Regions from separate parts of the Oryctolagus cuniculus genome. Here region 1 is linked to region 2. The links are chromatin contacts, called in public Micro-C maps. All regions are on one chromosome and are shown on one strand. Each heading gives the region's core, a stretch centred on a gene start, on an enhancer-like site or on the middle of the called end of the contact. The rest is flanking DNA. Distances are from core to core; before and after follow the strand shown. Region 1 holds the start of ADRA2A (adrenoceptor alpha 2A). Region 2 has its middle 210 kb from the start of GPAM.

Region 1 (6,067 bases), core at 71-2,570, 990 kb after region 2:
TGAAGGCGCGGCGGAAGTCGTGGTTGAAGATGGTGTAGATGACCGGGTTCAGCGAGCTGTTGCAGTAGCCGAACCAGAAGAAGAACTTGAAGAGCGTGGGCGGCACGGAGCAGCCGACGGCCGTGAGCGTGTAGGTGAAGAAGAAGGGGAACCAGCACACCACAAACACCCCGATGACCACGGCTAGCACGAACGTGAAGCGTTTTTCGCGGTTCTGCCGCCCGCGCCAGCGAGACGCCTTGGCGCCCCCGGCGCGTGTCTCCCCGGGCCCGGCCGCCGACGCCCCGGGCCCCGCGGTCCCGGGCGCGCGCCGAGGGATGCTGTCCCCGGGCTTCACCTGGCTCGCTCGGGCCTTGCCCGGGGCCCGCGGCTTGCGGGGCCCCGGGGGCCGCTCGGCGTGCTCGGACGACGAGCTCTCCTCCAGGTCCAACGCGTCGGTTTCGCGCGGCCCGGCCGCTGCGGGCTCGCCAGCCGCGCCGTTGAGCTGCGTGGGCAGCGGCTCGGTCTCGGCGCTCGCGGAGCCCGCGCCGCGCTCGGGGCCCAGGCCATTAGGCCTGCGCTCGGCGGCCCCGGCTGGCGCGGCGGCGGCGGCGGCGGCGGTGGTGGTGGCGGAGGCGTCCGGACCCCTGCGGCTTGGCGGCACGCGCGTGCGGCGCTTGGCGATCTGGTAGATGCGCACGTAGACCAGGATCATGATGAGGCAAGGCACGAAGAAGGAGCCGGTGCAGGAGGCGATCACGTACCACTTCTGGTCGTTGATTTCGCAGCGCTGCCGCCCGCCGCCGCCGCCGCCGCCCTTCCTCTCGATGGAGATGAGCGGCGGGAAGGAGATGACGGCCGAGATGACCCACACGGTGACGATGATGGCCTTGATGCGGCGCGGCGTGCGCTTCAGGTTGTACTCGATGGCCTGCGTGATGGACCAGTAGCGGTCCAGGCTGATGGCGCACAGGTGCGCGATGGACGACGTGCAGAAGAGCACGTCGAGCGCCAGGTAGATCTCGCACCACGCCTGGCCAAAATACCAGTAGCCCATGACCTCGTTGGCCAGCGAGAAGGGGATGACAAGCGTGGCCACCAGGATGTCGGCCGAGGCCAGCGACACCAGGAAGAGGTTTTGGGGCGCCTTGAGCGCGCGGCTGGTGAACACGGCGATGATGACCAGCACGTTGCCGAACACGGTGAGCAGCATGAGCAGGCCGGCCAGGCACACCAGCGTGAGCGTCACCTGCAGGGAGTACGGGCTGGCCCGGGCGCCGCCCCCTGGCGCCTCGCTCCCGTTCCAGCTCCCGTTGCCCGCGTCCGGCTCCAGGGAGCCCATGGGCGCGAAGCTGCCCTCGGCCAGCGGTTGCTCCTGGCGGAACATGAACGCGGGCGCCCGCTCGCCCGGGCCTGCTGCCAGCAGCCTTCCGGCCCGGCGTCCGTGGGTCCTCCTCTTCCTCCCGCGCCCCGCGCGCCCCGCAGCGCCTCACATAGGGAGGGGGCCGCGGGGAGGCCGCGCCCGAGCTGGGAGGGCGCTAGTGGGGGCTCATGGTCCCGGCTCCCGCGAACAGCGCCGGCCGCCGCTGCGGGCGCTCCGCGTGGGCGCCTTCTCTCTCGGGGCCCCTGTACACGGCCAAGTTTTGTTTGTCCGCCAAGGGAGAGATTAGGGCGAGTGAGCCGGTGGGCAAAACGAGATTTATTCTTCAAGAAGGAACAGAAATCATCGGTGGCCGGCTGGCTTGGAAGGGCGACAGGAAATTGTTTCTGTGTCTGCAAGTTCTATATGTACGGAATATATGTGTATCTCGACTCCTGAGCCTGAGCGAAAGCGAGAGGGCTGGCTTACCGTGTGCGAGGTCCGCCGCGCCCCCAGGAAGCGGAGCCGGCGTGCGGGTGCGGGCTGGGGTCCTGCGTCTGTCTCCTTAGATCCCCGAGGCGAGGACCGGCTCTCTCGCTGCCCCCAGGCGCGGCGGTGCGGGCCGCCTTCGGCCCGGGGCCAGGGCACCGACTCCGCCGCCTCTCGGAGCGCCGCGGGACTTCCAAAGTTGCGCTCCCTGCGGGGGCTGGAGCGCGACGCGCGGAGCTCGGGGGCGGTGGCGGGGCGAGGGGTGTGGGCGCCGCATGAAAGCGCCCCAGGGCTCAGGCAGGCTGGGGGCAGGTGAGCAGGCGCCGCTCCGGGAGCCGCCGGCCCGTGGCAGGGCGTCTCCTGGCCGTCGACCGGGTGGGCGCCGAGCCCTGCCAGCCGGCCGGGCCGGGGGTCCGGGGACGGCGTGAGCTGGGGCAGGAGCGCGCGGCCGCAGAGACAGCGCTGGGGTGGCCGGGCGGCGGCGCGCCGGCCGCTGGGCGTCTGCACGGAAGCCGGAGCCGCTGCTGCTCGCCGCGCTACGGTGGACTGGTTTTATAGTCCCAGGATCAAGCCGGCGTCGCCGAGCAGCCGGCGTCAGCCCCCACGTGGGAAGCCGACCCTCCTCCGCCCCTCGCGCCTCCCCTCCGCCAGTCTAGCGCCCGCACCCCGCGCAGGACCCCGGGGAGCGCTGCCCCCGAGGCTGAGCCGGCCCGCTCCGGAGGCGGAGACCTTGAGCGAGGGGCTTCACCAGACAGACACCAGACAGAGGAGTGGGAGGCGGCTCCTGCTGCGAGCTGGCCGGGCCGGGCCGGGCCGGCAGAAGGCGGCGGGCACCCAGGAGTCCCCATAGCCAGCTGGGTCCTGCAAGGAAGGGGCTGGCGGGGAACCGTGGCCCAAATCCGGAGAAGCCGCCTCGCCTCCGGCACGGTTCGCAACCCCAACAGCCAGGCCGCCGTCGTCCGCAGGTGCTCCTGGCCGCCGGGGCGCGAGGATTCGTGGCGGGGAAGGAAGGTGCGGGTTCGGATCGAGCCCCTGGGGCGGAATGGACAGCACCCGCGGGGGAGCGAGCCGGGCCAGGCCAGGGATCAGGCATCCCCTCGGGGGAAGAGGCGGCCACGTGTGTCCCCCCCCCCCCCTCCCCGCAGCCAGAGGTGTCTGCGGGACCAGAGCAGCCCGGACTCCGGACCGCGCCCCCTTAGCTCGCTGCGGGGAGGGGTCCTGGAGGCGGAGGCCGCGCGTGGCGGCAGAGCGAGGGCGCACTGACACCTGCTGGCCGCTCGCCGCCACGGCTGGGAAGCGACCCCGAGCGCCGAGCGCCTCGTGTCTCCGCTGTTTTCTGTCTGCGGTGCCTCTTTCTCTAAGAGCCGGAGCGCCTCGACTTTCATCGCACTTCGTTGTGTTGCCGAAGTCTTCCTCAAGCAGAGGTTCCATGATAAGGTCGCATCAGGAAGGGCTCTGCGGGACTGGCATCCCCCACGCCGGATCCTGCGTCTCCGGGCACGCAGCTCCGGGAACTTTGTCGAGACACAAAATCTACTCAAGGTGCACACAGACCAAATTTCAGTGGGGGTACGGGTCCGACCGAGGCAGACAGGGTGTTTTCCAGGTTCTCTCTCTGGGTTAACAAAGCACGGCGGGGGTGACGGGCCACTTTCCCCATGAGTGCTGGCTGTCCCGGCATAGCTTCTAAGTCAACGGGTAGCATAAGAGTAAAGCCTCGGAGGGATAGGAGGTGTCAGGGGGAGAGAGATTAGATCTCAGGACAAGTTGTCTTATGGGACCAATAAACCAAAATGCCTTTTGTAGTCACCCAAGCTGGACTGGCAGAGGCTGGACAGACCAGCCAGATGCAGCCTCGGGTCTGGCTGGGGGTGAGGACCTTGAACATCACCTTTGAACCCTGTACTTGCAGCCCCCAGGGATGCAGTTGCTACTGCTCCTGCTCTTGGTGTAGCCTTGACCTTGGTGACCTTTCAAACTCAGATGTCTCATCCAGCCTCTGTAACTTCGCCTCCAAACTCTCCCCCAGCGGGACGACCTCCCTCTCTGGCCTAAATTCTTGGAGCCTTTCATAGCCCAGTTCTGGGGAATCTAAAGAAGGCTGCGAAGGAGCCGCTTCCCCACGCTCTGAGTTTCTTGGCAGAGGGCAGGTGCACTGCCAATGGGCTCGGTTGGAAGTGTGACTTGCATGCAGCACTGAGAGCCTCAAGCCTCAAGGATGAGTGATTTTGGACTGGCAAAAATCAAAGGCCACAGCCCTTTGTCGTTTGCAACGTTCATAGAACTTGGAGCTACGGAAACCCATCACGGGCTTCCAACATACTGGCCTCCTTTTTATTTCACTAGAAGCAAAGAGAAATGGAAGCAAGTCTACAGGGCTTCCCTGTCTTGAAATCGCTGCTGCGAACTTGTGTGTGAGTCCTCTCATCACAATTTCTGAATGTTTCCCAAACAGCCAATTTGGTTTGTTAATTCTTGGGTTTGGAGTCTTTTCTCCTAAAATGGAAACGGGTCTTCCAAAGAGCTAGGGACCCTGAGGCCGATGCACAAGCAATGTTAATAACAGTTGCCTTTTGTTAAGGACCTAGCTGAGTCATGTCCAGCAGGGGCACGTGCAGAGCCCTTGTATACACAGTTCTTCCTCTGACATGGGTTCCTTATCGTCACAGGGTCCGTATCTCCAGCTTTGAAAAGCTACATGGACACCATTAAATTTCGCTTGAGGATTTCCTGCTGTGCCTGCTGAGTGAGGCAATGCTGAGCAGAGAGCCATTTGTGAAGACAATAATTCTTCCCCAGGCCTGTGTATCAGCATTGCCTGGGAAGGCAAAATGCACTTAGCAATGCCCTGCCGGAGAAATGGTGATCCCTCCAGTCCAGGGTGGGATGCGGCCTGTGTATTTTAGCAGAGCTCATTGGAGGCTGCTGTAGCACATCCTGCTGAGGACCCACCACCCAAAACACTAAGCTCAATGGGGAGGGATTACTGAGCAAGGACTGGAGGGGGTGTCCGTGTCCAAGCTACCTGGGGACTTTGGGAGCCAACCAGAGCTAGAAGGCAGAGGCCCCAGTCCCAGACTCAGTGCCCTGTTTGTCCAGCCAGCAGCCTGCTTGGATGCTGCCATAGCCATCCAGGGAGCTGGGGCGCAGCAAACATTTGATAGTCACTGTAAATGAGGAGGTTGGCTTTGATGCCCTAAGTTCACCTTTGGGCACCAATGCGAGTCCATTACTACTTCTATTATTCATAAAAATAAGTCCTATATATTGGCATAGACCACATGCCAGGCATGATGCTGAGCAGTTTATGTGCTATATATTATTCTGTATAATTTTAAAACAACCCCTGAGTGTTGATACTGTTATTTGCCTCTATAGCAGGGAAAAGCAAGGCTCCAAGAGGCTAAGTAAATTGCCCAGCTAATAAGTGGCCTGGTCGGACTAAGACCTGTGTTTCCCAATTGTCAGCTTGACCTGCTTTCTAACACCCTTGCAGGGAACCCCTGCCCCCTACAGCACTGGCAAAGGGAAACCTGCAAGAGCTCCATCAGCGATGAGGGTGCAGACAAGCTGACAAACCCTCCCTCTATCCCGGTGCATTCGTGGCTACTGGAGCAGAAGAGTTAGGACAAGACGTTACTCTTTCAGTCCTTGTCTGTTGCCCAGCGCACTGGAGTGGCATCAGGATACTGTAGAAGCCTGAGCCTCCCCCGTGACCAGTCTGATGGAAACATTGCACTGGCTGGATTGGCAACCTCGGCCCCGTCAGAGGTGCCCATGGGTATTTAACCATACTTTAGATGAACTCCTGCTCTAGTGACATGATTCCTTTGTACCATGGTCTTGCACGGGGCAAAGACCATCCTGTTTATCCCTGTATTCCCAGAGCACACCTGAAATGAGCTCTTTAAAAACCATTTCGCGGGGCCGACGCTGTGGCAGACAAGGTTAAGCCTCTGCCATTCAGATCTGGCTGAAAATCCCATGAGAGCATTTCAGGCATGGAAAGCCAAGACATAGTGGCAAAAACTGTTCTGCATGAAGGATCTCTGTGGGTGAGACCCCAGTGGAAAGAAGGGGCCATCAAAGAAGGATGTGCTTTTCTCTGAAGGGAGGAGAGAACTTCCACTTTGCATATGGCCCTGTCTAAATACCGATGTAGTTTGTGGACTCCAGAGGCTTCCATAGGCTTAGCAGCTCATGTCAAGAGCCTCGGGTGGTCACTGATGTCATAAATAA
Region 2 (6,502 bases), core at 140-2,639:
GAGGATGGCCCAGGTCCTTGGGCCCTGCACCCGCATGGGAGACCAGGAGGAAGCACCTGGCTCCTGGCTTCGAATCGGTGCAATGTGCCGGCCACAACACGGTGGCCGTAGCGGCCACTTCTGGGGTGAACCAACGGAAAAAGGAAGACCTTTCTCTCTGTCTCTCTCTCTCTCACTGTCTAACTCTGCCTGTCAAAAAAAAAAAATATCGTAATGAACATGTGGTGTCTGTAAGTGCTGAATGCCCTGGGGTGGGGCAGGGCAAGCTGGATCTTTCCACAGTCATCAGTCCTTTAAACATGAGTTCCTGGTTTGTGCCTGTGAACCTGAGAGTTAGCTGCAGAGCCTTATCTGTTTTATCCCTATCTGCTCCTTCAGAACTGATCTCAACACTGACAAAGCAATGATGAGATTCCAACAAATAGAACTGGATTTTTTGGAACAGGTCTATGCACACACATTATCTGCAGATTTGTTACGATGCGGATCTTAATTCAGTTCTTCTGCTTTTCTAACAAGCTCCCAGGGGGTGCTCATGCTGTTGTTCTGTAACCCACAATTTGAGTATCAAGACTATTGAACTTTGATTTGCAAAAATATCTCTGTTGGGATCACCTGGGAAGCTTAAACAAGTATTGACATGTGTCTAAACCCCTCCCCCAGCTGTGATTTACTTGGGGCTGAATGAACTCTGGATTTTGAAGCTTTTATAAAAGAATATTTAAATTATTTAATTAAGGATGTGTGTTGTGGCATTGGGGGTTGAACTGCTCCTGGGGATGCCTCCTTCCGTATCTGAGTGCTTGTTTGTGTCCTGGCTCCTCTGTGTCTGATCCAGCTTCCTGCTGATGCACCCTGGGAGGCAGTGGGTGATGGCTCAAGAGCTTGGGCCCCTGCCACCCACACAGGAGACCTGGATGGAGCTCCTGGCTTCAGCTTGGCCTGGCCTTGACTGTTGGTGATAATTTGGGTAGTGAACCAGTAAATGGTAGATGTCTTTCTCCTTCTCTCTCCCTCTCTGTCACTCTGCCTTTCAAGTAGATGAACAGAAAATTTAAAAAATAAATTATTTGAAAGGTGGAGAGAGGGTGTGCATGCACATGAACCCATTTTCCCTCCATCTACTGGATCAATCCAATCGCTAGAGGAACAAGGAATGGGCCAAGCAGAAGCCAGGAACTGGGAAGGCAAGCCAGATCTTCCATGTGGGTGGCAGGGACTCACCACTTGAGCCATCACCACTGTCTCCTAGTTTACACAATAGCAGGAAGCTGGAATTGGGCAATGATCCAGTCCTCAGACTCAGGCACTTTGGTATGGGCTGTGGGTGTTGCAAGTAGGGTCTTGGCTTCTGTAACCAAACTCCTGCCCCTGGATTTTGAAACTTAAAACTCATAGGTGATTCCAATGTACATGCACTGGGACTTACCACTGTGAAGTAAATGATAAACAGCTGGCACCTAATAGACTCACCAGGCACCCAGTTAGCTTGGGAACCTGGGTAAGGGAAAGTGGAACAGCCTTGGATGGAGCACCTTGTAGAGCAGGCTTAGCCTCCAAGGCTACCTTCCAAGCTGGCCAGGCCTGCAGATCACCTGGGAGCTTGTTAAAAATTTGGAAGTTGGAGCATCATCCAAGATTCGCTGAACTTGAATCTGTAGGTAGAGCTCCTGGAAATGTGTGCATTTTAACAAGCTCCCTAGGTACTAGGGAATAGTCAGCCAAGCATGGTGTGCACCTGCCTAGCTGAGCAGTCCCATCTCTCAGGGGCTTTTCACAGGGGTCACTTAGCTCCTCCAAACCTGCCAGTACACTGCGTTGGAATGTGATACCTGACATAGAGTCTGTTCTATTTCTAGATGCCTTCTCAAAATTCCTTGGTGCTGCTGCTCCTCTTGGCTGGCCACAGTGTCCAAGCACACTTCAAAAAGTTTTTGGAAAAAGGAAATTAAAAAATAAGTTTGTTTTGGTGCCAAAAAAGTTTGAAATCCATGCCTAGCTCTTTCATGACATGCATTTTGCCGTGAACTTGTTTGAAGATTCCTGGTATGCATAGATTACAGAATTTTTTGAATTGAAACTCATCTTTTAATTCCATTGTCCTTAAGTGTGTTGAAGTAGCTTGTATAAGACTGAAATGGTTCAGGACCTGGGGACTGAGCCAGCCTCTGCTGGTGCACCGTTGGTACCATCTTTTTTTTTTTTTTTTTTGGTTAAAGATTTATTCATTTATTTGCTTGTGAGGCTGAGTTACAGACAGAGAGCCTCTGGTTCACTCCCCAAATAGCCAGAGATGAGCTGATCCGAAGCCAGGAGGTAGCAGCTTCCTACAGGACTCCCATGTGGGTGCAGGGGCAACAAGCACTTGGGCCAGTGCCTTCTACTGCTTTCCCAGGCCATCAGCAGGGAGCCAGGAAACTCAGAGCAGCTGGGACTTGAACCAGCGCCCATATGGAATGCCGGCACCGCAGGCAGAAGTTTAACCCACCATGCCACAGGGCCAGCCCTCATTGTTGCCCTCTTGATGGGGCCTCAGAGCTTCACAGAAGTGGTCACTGCAGTCTTAGAAGACAGCACCGTCCTTGGAGCTGAGCTCCCTCCTGAGGCTTCACTGTCACAAACCGATGTGCCCTAAAGAGGGCCTCTTTCCTCCCTCACATCACGTCCTGTACTGAGAGAGAGATCACTGTCTTTTCTGTCTCTCTTACTTTTGGTTCCTTCAGAAGCAGTCAAATATTTAGATTGTCCCTAAACTATTGAGTGGGACTAAGCCATTTCAGAGCTTACAAAACCCTTTCGGTATCGCTGTTTTTCTTAGGGCTTTGTGCTGGTCACTTTGGCCTCCTAAACCTTCCTGGTTCCACTGGAGCTTTCCCACTCATGTGATTTTTGCCCATTCTTCCATCTTCGTGTGTATGCTTCCAAGTCTGTCTCCCTATCTTTCAGCTTTGTACCAATTCAGTCTTCCTCTGTGAACCTTGTGAGAATGAAGGATGGATCGGACTTGGCATTGGAAATGCAGGGCTGACCATCGGTAACTATTCAGATGCCTATCTCCCCCCCCACCCCACACACACACTCTCAACATGCAGTTGGGAAATGATGTTGTAAGAGCTATCCGTGAAGAATATTGAGAATAAAAGTTAGGCAGTGGGGACAAGTTGTGAGGCTCTTGCAAAATCCAAGTGGGAGATAAATTCTGAGAACTTCTCTATGCGTAGCAGAAATTTGGTAGAGAATAAGAATGGATAAAATAAATAATGCCTCATGAACATGACAAACAACTGCTTAGATATAGTCACTAGTCGACAATGCTGATTTCTGAGGAACCATGCCTATGAAGGCTCTTCCATAAACCGGACAGTGCTATGGAGAAGTAGGATATTGCCTTGTGGCTCTCTTGCTCCTAAGTTGATCCAAATCTTGGAAAAACTATTGAATTTAATGATTATTTTAAGGGGTAAATAGAAACAGGGACTGTGGCATCTATGATGTGATGATGTGATATTTTATCAAAATAAAGTTATCCAAATACCATGTCTACTTTAAAGGCAATCCAAATTTCAAGTCTGAAACTCAGCTTTAAAATGGCACAAAAATGGAAGTTTCTCAAATGAGTCATTCAATAGGACAGGCTGTTCTTTTTCGAAAACAAGCTACTCTCCAATCTCAAAAGTTTAAAAATACATGGCAGTGTCCCACTGGAGTCATCATCTCTGGTTTGGTACAATTCATGGTTTAGATCCAGGAAACAGCTTGACTCACCTATATCTCCATTGGCTTTGAGGTTATTAATAAAACATGTGATAACATAAACCTTAGATGTCCATGTGCTATTCCAATGGAGATGGGTACAACAGACTCCCATTAAAATCTAATGCGTCTCTTTCCGAAGTGAGAGGTATTATAAAATTCTAGGGGAAGAATAATTTCTCACTTTTCCTAGAATCCTTCAAATATCCCTGTATTTGTCCCAGAACAAGTGAAAATAATGTGGATTTAGTTAAATGAGACATACTTGCTGTAGGTTAAAAGTATGTGTCTGTTTGCTCATGAAGGTACTGAAACATTCAGATCATAACACACTTACCTAAAGTATGTATAAAATGGCTACTATCAAAGTCAGAAATGACCTACGCTTTAAAATATGTGCTGCTCACTGTAATGGTGATAGCAGGAATATGTTTGGGAGAAGTTGTTTTCATCTTTCAGGTCTGCTTGTGTCTGCACTGGCTTCTTCTCCTGCAGAGTGTCTCCTTGTTTCGGAATGATAACATCAGCAGGTCTAGGCCTGCATTCTACAAGCTTCAGGAACCTAGGAGAAAAGCAGTCCTTCCAGTTTTCCCCACAACAACATAAGACTGATGTTCTTAGGCTGTAATTGGCCAAGCTTGGCTCCTGAACCACTCATTGTCATGAGGGGATGTGAAAGTCTGTTTCACCAAACCACATTTACCTTGGATTTGAAGAACGGGCTAACTCTAGCAGAGCCACTTGAGCTGGGAGTCCAGGGAGTTGATTTGCCAGGACAATAGGGGTGCTGCTACTGTAGGGAGAATAGATTCTGGACAGGCAAAATACCATAGTTCCCCATTTCAAGAGGATTGACATCACAGAATTTTGCCAAATTAACATACTCCCAGTCAAATCCCAGCTAGAAGTCAGACATGCAAATCCACTCACAAACTGTTACAATGTAAGACACTTACTGCAAAACTCCACAGGGACTCCCCAAACGTCTGATGGAGTGTAAAGACAACTTGTAATGCTGTAAAATATGTCTGTCTTAAACTTAACTCCGTCCCACCCTCAACTGGACAATTTAACTTTGTCCTTATTTGGAAATCAGTAGTGCCTTCCTGAAAACCTAAGGCAAATACATACATTCCAGAGGCATATTTTCCATGGAAATCATTCCTTAGAGCATGATCCCGCCTGGTTATGTAAGATTTGGGCTATGTGCCTATCGACACACAGTGCCTTTGAAGTCTAGGGTTGCTTCTGTTCTTTGATGTTGAAATAGCACCATGGGATGAAGATAAGAGACACACATCTCAGAAGAAAGGAGTTACCATCATTTGTATCCAGGTGTGGTTTACTGGGCTGGAGCATGAATAGCACCCAGCGTTGTCATAGTGGGGAAGTAAAGGGTCCAGTCCAATATTCATATTGCTCTGTCATTGTCTGAACGCTTCTCTCTTGCATCTCACAGGGGAGGCTCTGTCTTGAAGACCTCCAAGGCATTAATCAATAGGCAAAGTGGTTCCTGTGGTGAGGATCAGTTGTAAAGGAAACGTAGCAGCTGTGAGTCCAGCATTCCCCTTGGGAGACTTAGAGGAAGGTGAGGGTACCAGTGTAGAAAAGGAATGTGGGTAAGGTACCAACAGCCTCCGCTCTCACAATTGTAACTTTATACTGGGGTCAGTCTGGTAGACAGTCCCTTTGGCTGCCAAATCCCATTAATGGGGAATGAATTTTGAACATGCACACATGTGCATCTGTGTTGTGGCTATATTCTCACTGTAGGAAATTGGAGAACTGCCTGTCTAATTACAGTAGATTATTGACAATATTGCATAGAAATTATTTCACCAGGAACAACGGAATCATTGCCATAATTCAATGCAAGTGCTTCCCCCTTGCAATGCTAGCAAGGCATCCCAGAGGTTCTCATTATAGCTGTGTCTTTTAAAGGAGCATTAGATTGAATTTTTAAAAAAGATTTATTTTATTTACTTGAAAGGTAGAGTTAGGGAGAGAGACAGAGAAATCTTCCATCTGCTGGTTTGCTCCCCAAATAGCCACAATGGCCAGAGCTGGTTCTATCTGAAACCAGGAGCCAGGAGTTTTTCTTGGTCTCCCATGTAGGTTCAGGGTTCAAAGCTCTTGGGTCATCTTAGGCTGCTCTCTCAGGTCATTAGTAGGAAGCAAGATCAGAAGTGGAGCAGCTGGGACTTGAACCAGCAGCCATATGGGATGCCAGCACTGTAGGCCACGGCTTAACCTAAGGCACCACAGTGGTGGCCCCAAGGTTGACATTTGTTATCTTTAAGCTTAATGTGACCCTAGGAAGCAATGGAGGTTATAATCTGCCCATAAGTCGTGCTCTGTAGCCTGGCACAGACATTTCTCCATAGACGATGCAAGGATGAAGACTGCTTATCAGTTTCCATCAAGCACTAGGTCTGGTTCAATAACTTGAGAGCATCATTGTACACAGGGCCAGCTTCTAAGGAAGAATAGTAAAAACTCATTTAATTTACAGGGTAGGATTAAACTTGGCTGTAATGGAAATACAGCCCAGAAGTAGAAATGGAACTATTCCTGGGAAAGATTTGTAAACTGGCCAGTGCAGAATTTAGGGGCTGTGAGACCCACAGCCTTATCTTACTGTGTCCATGGAGCATCCAGAGACCTCCTCCAGTGGATAAAGCAGGTTGTGGAAAGAAGGCACAGCACCAGGATGCAGTGTTGTAACAGAGTACTGGGGACATGAGATGAG

Evidence for each region. A called contact is a pair of places that touch in the nucleus more often than the background predicts.
Region 1: a Micro-C map of ear pinna shows a contact between it and region 2, with 3 times the contacts expected there. The contact joins the promoter of ADRA2A here to the enhancer-like site in region 2. A contact is called at or near these places in 2 of 6 Hi-C or Micro-C datasets (ear pinna and an unstated tissue).

The regions. Positions count from the first base shown.
Region 1 is chr15:19,192,388-19,198,454 of mOryCun1.1, forward strand. ADRA2A (adrenoceptor alpha 2A) reads right to left here and starts at 1,321. Exons shown (of 7, transcript NM_001082693.1): 1 at 625-1,321; 2 at 538-623; 3 at 381-535; 4 at 358-379; 5 at 254-356; 6 at 232-251; 7 at 1-229. The coding sequence starts at 1,321.
Region 2 is chr15:18,199,127-18,205,628 of mOryCun1.1, forward strand. No RefSeq gene overlaps it. Among named protein-coding and RNA genes, the nearest start is that of GPAM, 210 kb to the left of the region's middle. Within about 2 kb of position 1,390, at least 1 of the 8 cell types and tissues checked has an H3K27ac peak or open chromatin away from gene starts, as enhancers often do. A contact at or near this core is called in ear pinna, where this site is marked.